Regions from separate parts of the Oryctolagus cuniculus genome. Here region 2 is linked to region 1. The links are chromatin contacts, called in public Micro-C maps. All regions are on one chromosome and are shown on one strand. The core of a region is the stretch at or near the end of the contact, and the rest is flanking DNA. Distances in the headings are between cores, read along the strand shown.

Evidence for each region. Hi-C and Micro-C count contacts between places; a contact is called where the count stands out from the background.
Region 2: a Micro-C map of ear pinna shows a contact between it and region 1, with 3 times the contacts expected there. The contact joins the enhancer-like site here to the promoter of REEP3 in region 1. A contact is called at or near these places in 3 of 6 Hi-C or Micro-C datasets (ear pinna, psoas muscle and an unstated tissue).

Annotation. Positions count from the first base shown.
Region 1 is chr15:55,823,369-55,826,568 of mOryCun1.1, reverse strand. REEP3 (receptor accessory protein 3) reads right to left here and starts at 1,442. Exons shown (of 8, transcript XM_008270080.4): 1 at 1,270-1,442. The coding sequence starts at 1,301. JMJD1C (jumonji domain containing 1C) reads left to right here. Exons shown (of 27, transcript XM_051823261.2): 1 at 1-1,109. The coding sequence starts at 737.
Region 2 is chr15:56,031,826-56,035,025 of mOryCun1.1, reverse strand. The region is part of intron 4 of LOC138845369 (a long non-coding RNA gene); the gene reads right to left. Among named protein-coding and RNA genes, the nearest start is that of JMJD1C, 190 kb to the right of the region's middle. Within about 2 kb of position 1,730, at least 8 of the 8 cell types and tissues checked have an H3K27ac peak or open chromatin away from gene starts, as enhancers often do. A contact at or near this core is called in ear pinna, where this site is marked.

The DNA.
Region 1 (3,200 bases), core at 193-2,692:
GGCACGCTTTTATTTCTTTATTTTTAGTTTTACACAGATAAACGCAGGAAGCTTTGAGTCTTCAAAACTAGTTGGTCGTTCAATGGAGTGATGAATTTTGAATGCTACAGTGCTCATCAGTTGGGCTACTAAAGGGATTCCCAACAAAAACCCAACCTCAGAGAATTTACCTCCTTTTTCCTCGTTAAAAACGAAATAAGCAATCTGGAAATGCTGTATTTTCCCTAAATTCTAAAGCGAATCTGAGAAGCCCACGGCCTCACATAAACATTTCATAAAGGTGCTGATCGTGAATAATGAATGGATTCAGGGGCCCTGGCTGTGACTACGTCATCGTTGTTTACTCGGGGACTTTTATTTTTTTTTTCTTTTTTGGGGGGAGGGGTTACATGGGAAGGAGGGAATCAGTTTAAGTTATATTCATATACCTTTACTGAGTAAACGCCACAATCCAACGGACACGAAGAATTTGCTGGTGAAAGCACAATGAAATGAAGCGATAATCTGAACAAAGGCAACAGGCACCTGCCGTCTCTCAATCCCTGAGCAAATATTTCCGCCAAGACGGGGGCAATTTGGGGATGTGGGCGAGCAGGCGGGCGTCACCTTTTTAATAGCAGCCGCCTTTCTCGGTAAGCTGTAAACCTGGCAACAACTGGGACCCTTCCAAAGGATCCCGAGCTGGGAGCGGTCTCAGGTTTTCAGACAAATCTCTCCTCCTACCACACGTGACCCAATGGCAATCAGCCGCCGCGAGAGACACCGCAACGCATCAGCCGCGGGATACAAAGGCTTCGGCGCCGCCGCCGCCGCATCCCCGGGAGGATCGCCGAGCCTCCCGCGCTCGGCGTCAGCGGAGTTTGCGCAGGTCGCCGCCACGAGGCGCGCCACTCCCGGGCCCACAGGGCGGTGCCGCGCAGCGCGGGGAACGGGAGCAGGGGGCGCGCGCCGCCTGCCCTGTGCGCCTGCCCACCCAGCGCCGCCGGAGCAGGGGCGCCGAGTCGCACGCAGCCGAGCAGGGCCGCGCCGCACCGCGCCGTGCCGCAGCCGCAGCCGCCACCACTGGACCCTCGTCCGCCGCACGGAGCCCCGCAGCGACGTGGACCAGGGTGAGGAAGCCGAGGGCCCCCAGCTCCCGGGTGTGGGCCCAAGGCCGGGCCACCCCACCCCCGCCCAGGCCCGGGCCTTCCTTTTCTCCGGGCCCCTGCCCCGCTCCACAGCTCCTCCGGGCCTCAGCGCGGGCAGCGGGGCGTCGTGAGCGGCACTTACACCACGGCTCTGGAGATCATCCAGGACACCATCTTCCTGGGGGGCTTGGGCCCCACCTCCGGGGCGGGTGGGCACTGAGCGCGGCTGACCAGGCCGCCAACGGCAGGCCGCGCGCTCGCCGGCTCCTCGCGCTCCCCGGGGCCGCGCTGGCGCCCTCGGGAGCCGGGCCCGGTGTCTGCGCGCGGCGGCCCGAGCTGCGCGGCGGTGGGTCCCCCGCCCGTCCCCGCCCGCCGTCCGAGCCGCGGCGGAGCCGACCGGCCCCGCCCCTGCGCTCCGCTGATAGGCGGTGGCGGCGGCGGCGCGTTGGTCCCGGCCGGGGGCAGGCGGCCGGGCTCCGGGGGCTGGACCGGCGGGGACCCCGGTCGGCGCCACGCGGCCGCGACCCACACCCCTGCGCTCCGGCCTCCCTTGCCGGCCTCCTTCGAGACGCCCACCTGGCGTGAAGAGAGAGTGTGTGGGGGTGTTGGAGGCTGGGGAAGGGGACTCGGGGGTCGGGGTCGTCATTGCGCGTGTGAAAGATAAAACTGCAGAAACTCTGTGTGGGATAGAAACCTCCAGACCAGGCCCTGGATTCTGGAGAGCCGAGAGTTTGAGGCGTGCTCGCCCACATCCGGTCCCTGCGCTGTTTACGAAGGCCCAGTACCGAGGGCATCTTCACAGTACGGCATTTTTCAGGGAAACGTTTGCAGGGCCTACTTGCACAGGCCTCGGGTATACCTCGAGCCTCCCCGTGCATGGTGCAATGCAGGGATGGATGGAGGAAGAGAGTGTTGGATTTCGTGTTTGCAGTTAGCGTGTCGGGGCGTCTGGGGCCACCTTTCCATCAGAGCATCTGCACAGCTTGTTTTTCTGACGCAAATCTCCAGTATTCCTTGAGCCAGATAATTCAAGGTAAAAAAGCTGGGCCAGGTATTCCTGACTTTTACTGATGCTTACAACTGTATTTTTGGGGAGGTTGCGTTGCCGCTTTACACCTTGTAGTTCCTGTAAATGTCGTCTTAGGAGCAGAATTTTAATTTTGGCTACAGGACCAAATTAAGAAACCTGATCCCGAAGTTTAGCTCTTTTTTTTTTTTTTTCTGATTAAAAGGTAATTAAAGGTAATTCTGGTATTCAGATGGTGTGAAGAATAAAGGGTAAAATGTAGGCTTGGAGCCTTTAATTTTATCTTTAATTAAAGTCCTAGAAAATATGATGGTTTACTTTGTGACCATACTGTAATTTATTCTTTTTGTTCCTCAGTTTCTCCATAGTAAAAAGAGACTAATAATACTGTTGGCTGCTGCTTGCCTTTCGGGGTGTGGGGAGGCATTGCTAAATAACATGTTCAGGAAGTGCTCTGATTTGCTTGGAAGAAAATCAAGGGACACAGACTCCTAGGTTATTCTGAGTTCTTTTCAGTTCCCAGAGTCAATAAATTTAGTAAAATTTTGATTAAAGAAACGCGTTTAGAAGCTGCTTTTTGCTCTTGGGTTAGGTTCTTTTTGCTTATTTATTGTGTAAAGAATATTTTTATCTCAGGAATCTCACTGATAACTTGTGTTTGTTCTGAATTTTATTTTTGGTCATTGTTCAGCAGTGTTAGGGGATCAGGTGTGTCCTCTAAACCAGTGTTCTGGAGGATTCTCTTGCCTTATAAAACTCCAACATGTTTAAATGTCATTCAGATCCCTTCATGAGCAGGCTCTGAAATATTCTTCACATTCTTATTTTTTATTGCTCTTGTCCCCAATCCCTAGTGCACCCATTTTGTACCTCTCTTCTCTGAAGCTATATTTTCATGTTCAGTGCCTTTGCCCTGACTTAAATTTTCCTGTAATGTTTTGCTCCCCATTCTTTATCATTTTAGGTTAGAGTCCATCCACATTTTTCAATGTCCAATGCCATGAAGATGTCCTTGAATTTGCTCAGTGGTGATGATTCATGCTTTC
Region 2 (3,200 bases), core at 481-2,980, 210 kb before region 1:
CCTAAAGGGAATGGCAGCCACAACGAGTGTTTTTAAAGCACAGGGCCCAGGCAGTAAGATAGAAAGGTCAGAGGGGAGAGCATGCTCTGTCTCCCTTGGCTCAACAAAGCCCCGCTGGGCAGGAGCACAGAGATTTGAAAGGAAAGCAAAGTTGGTGAGCTCCGAGAAGGGACCTCGGGTCTGCCCCCACACCTCATCTTCTGCTAACCACAGCTGAGCTCAGAGGAAGAGACAACACAAAGCCCACATGTGTTTGGAGACCCTGCGCAGACTATGCGCCCGCTCCGGGTGGGGTGGAAGAGCCGCGGGACTCTCCAGCTCCCTGTGTCCTGCTGGACAGGAGTAGAAGGAAAATCTGGTGGAGGCAGATGGTCCTGCAGGAGTCCCACAGAGTTACTAAAGCCACAGAGCGAGGTGGAGCAGCCCAGTGATGCCAGGAATGCAAGATGAGCCTGGAGCAGAGTTTCCCACGGTGCAGCTGGTGAGGAAGTATTAGGGGGAGCAGTAACATGCAGGGCGTGGTGTGCGCAAGGCATTGCGAAGCAAGGGACCGGAAGCCTGGCCGGCGGAAACCAGGTCGAGTACACAGGGACTTCCCAGGGACGTGGGTGTGTCCGCAAGGATACTGGTTTAATTGCTTTCAAACAGACCAAAATGGCAGAGCCCCAGACAAGACCGAAGGCTCGTGTCTGTCTCACACAAGTTCAAGTGGCAGCAGGTGCAAGCAGCCCGGAGCTGCTCGGCTGCCACGAGATCACCCAGGAGCCAGGATCTTTCTCTCTTGCCCTTTGCCACCCCGCAGAAGGCTGCCCTCCCTCACACCCTCACAGAATGAGCCGGCTCAGCATCGCCACACCCTCATTTCAGCCTGGGAGAAAGAGAGGAAGTAATGTGGGGAACTGGGGGCCAGGAGATGCCACAGGAGATGCTGCCCCAGGAGTGGACTCACCACTCCTACGCCCCACCGGCAGGCAGCCCTGACACACATGTCCACACCTGGCTCTCAACAGCCTGGGAAGTGTAGACAGGAGAGTCAACCTGGATAGAAGCATGGGGCCAGAGGGGTCGTGTCCCAACACCTGGATCCTACCCACACCCCTTGATTCTTAGATGCAACTCTAGGCAGATGGGGGAGGGGATTGAAATTGAGCAAAGTTGAGTTTCTTCTACTGAATGGAGCAGAGGCATAAAATAGAAATTAAATTTGGCTATCAAAAAAAGGGAAGAAAGTTCCGTACATCTTGGTTTGTGGACTGACATTTAAAACAGCTGCTCTGAATTGCTATTGCCGCATATGCTTGAAAAAATATATACCTGTAGATCCTTACAAAACCCGAGGAACTTGGGTTATGCAACTGTTGTGATGTAGTAACAATTTAATAACGAAGGGACATCATGAGATAGGTTTTACATCTTTGATGTTCCAAATAGTCCCGTTACACTTATTCATTTTATCTCAAATTCCTGTCCACTTACTCCCAAACTCCTTTCCCCAGGTGGTTAAAACAGGTGTGGGTGCAAAACCAAGGGTAGTGACTGGCTGGGCCGGCCACAGCCTCTCCGAGGGAACAAAGGCTCCGCCCAGAGACCAGGCCGACACACAAGCCAATCAGACAGTCCCTCCCCAGGATCTGAACCAGAAATAGATTGGAGAGCCTGTGACAGAGCTAGCCAGAGAATGAAAAGCAAAAAAAGGCAGCGAATCAGGCCATGAGTCAGCAGCACAGCCGCCAGGCACCCTGAGCTGAATAAATGCAGGCTGTGCGAAAGGAGCCCTCGCCAGTACTGGGGCTGCAGACTCAAAGGAGAACTGGTGTCACTCCCTACACTTCCTGCCCTCCCTGGCAGTGGGGTTGGAGCCAAGTGTCCGGTTCCAGACAGTGAAAGGGGAGCAGGAGTATCAAGTAACACTTCCAAGTCAAGGTCCCAGAGCCAACGCTCCTGTCCCTTGTAAGGGACTGCAGTGTGGCAGCGTCCCAGAGTGGCGGAGGGCAGGAGCATCTCTAGGGACCGCATCGCCGTACGTGAGCGAGAAATCCTTTTTGTTGAAGACCCTTGAGATCCTCGAGCTGGCCTGCTGTGGCTGCTGGTGGCCAGTTATCCAACTACTACAGGAACAGAAGAGAGTCTAGTGATGACAATTGCATCTCTGCAATGTGTTGTTACAAAGAACCCCTAAGTGTGGAGCAGTGTTGACAGCTGGTGTTTCTGCTGACCAGGGCAGTGTCCGTCCCCCTAGAGCCCAGGCCAGCTCAGCCATCACCTGTCGCCCGACTTTTGGGGAATCCTATCTCTACCTGTCTCCTTCACCGTGTTCCCTAAGTGAAAGCTAGAACACAGGTATATTCTCAAATTCCAAGGCAGTGTAGGGAAAGAAACAATTTTTTTTTTCTTACATTATGCTAGTTGTATGGCTGAGGCTCCTCTAAGGAAAGACAGATTAGCCAGAGAAAGGCACACAAGTGTGTTTACTGCACATTGTACGTGATGAGGCAGCCTTCCAGAAAGGGAAACCTGTGGATCTGCGTGCTGTTTGAAGGAGTGGAGAGTTGGAAAGACGGGGTGTGAGGTGGTGGTAATGCATGGGCACGGGGCTGGAGTCTGGCCCTGTTTGTTTAGATTCCGCTGATCTGTGTCCCTGTGTGCCTTCCCTTGGGTGTAGGGTAGGTGTCCCGTGACCTGCTTCAGAGCAGGATCAGGCAACTCCCTTCTGACTACTTCAGGAGAGAAGGGAGGGGTGAGGTCAGGGAGTTCTTCCTCCTTCTGCCACCTTCTCCTGGCCAGGGTGCTGCCTGTCCTGAACCCCAGCACCAGAATCTGCCCAGGAACCGATCGAATCCATGAGACTTATCATCTGCGTTAGGCAAAAAGACAAAACAGCTCACCCACACGGGGAAGAGCATGAGGCAAAATCCACTAGAAAGGAGAAATAGAGAAACAATGTCTTTAAGTTGAAAAGATCAAGGAAAGAAAACTAAAAAGAGAATTTTTATCTAGCCATGTAATAGGAAATGATTTTATAGTTAGGTACTACTTCAATTATCTTATTCTGAAATTATGGAATTTTAACACAGGAACTTGTTTTATCTTAAAAAAATTACCTGTGATTGTACTTTACTTGAATAAATATAAGGCAAATGTATTTTATTTCATATACATTCCTGAAATTAAAATTTGTGTTTCTGACACAGTTAAAAGAA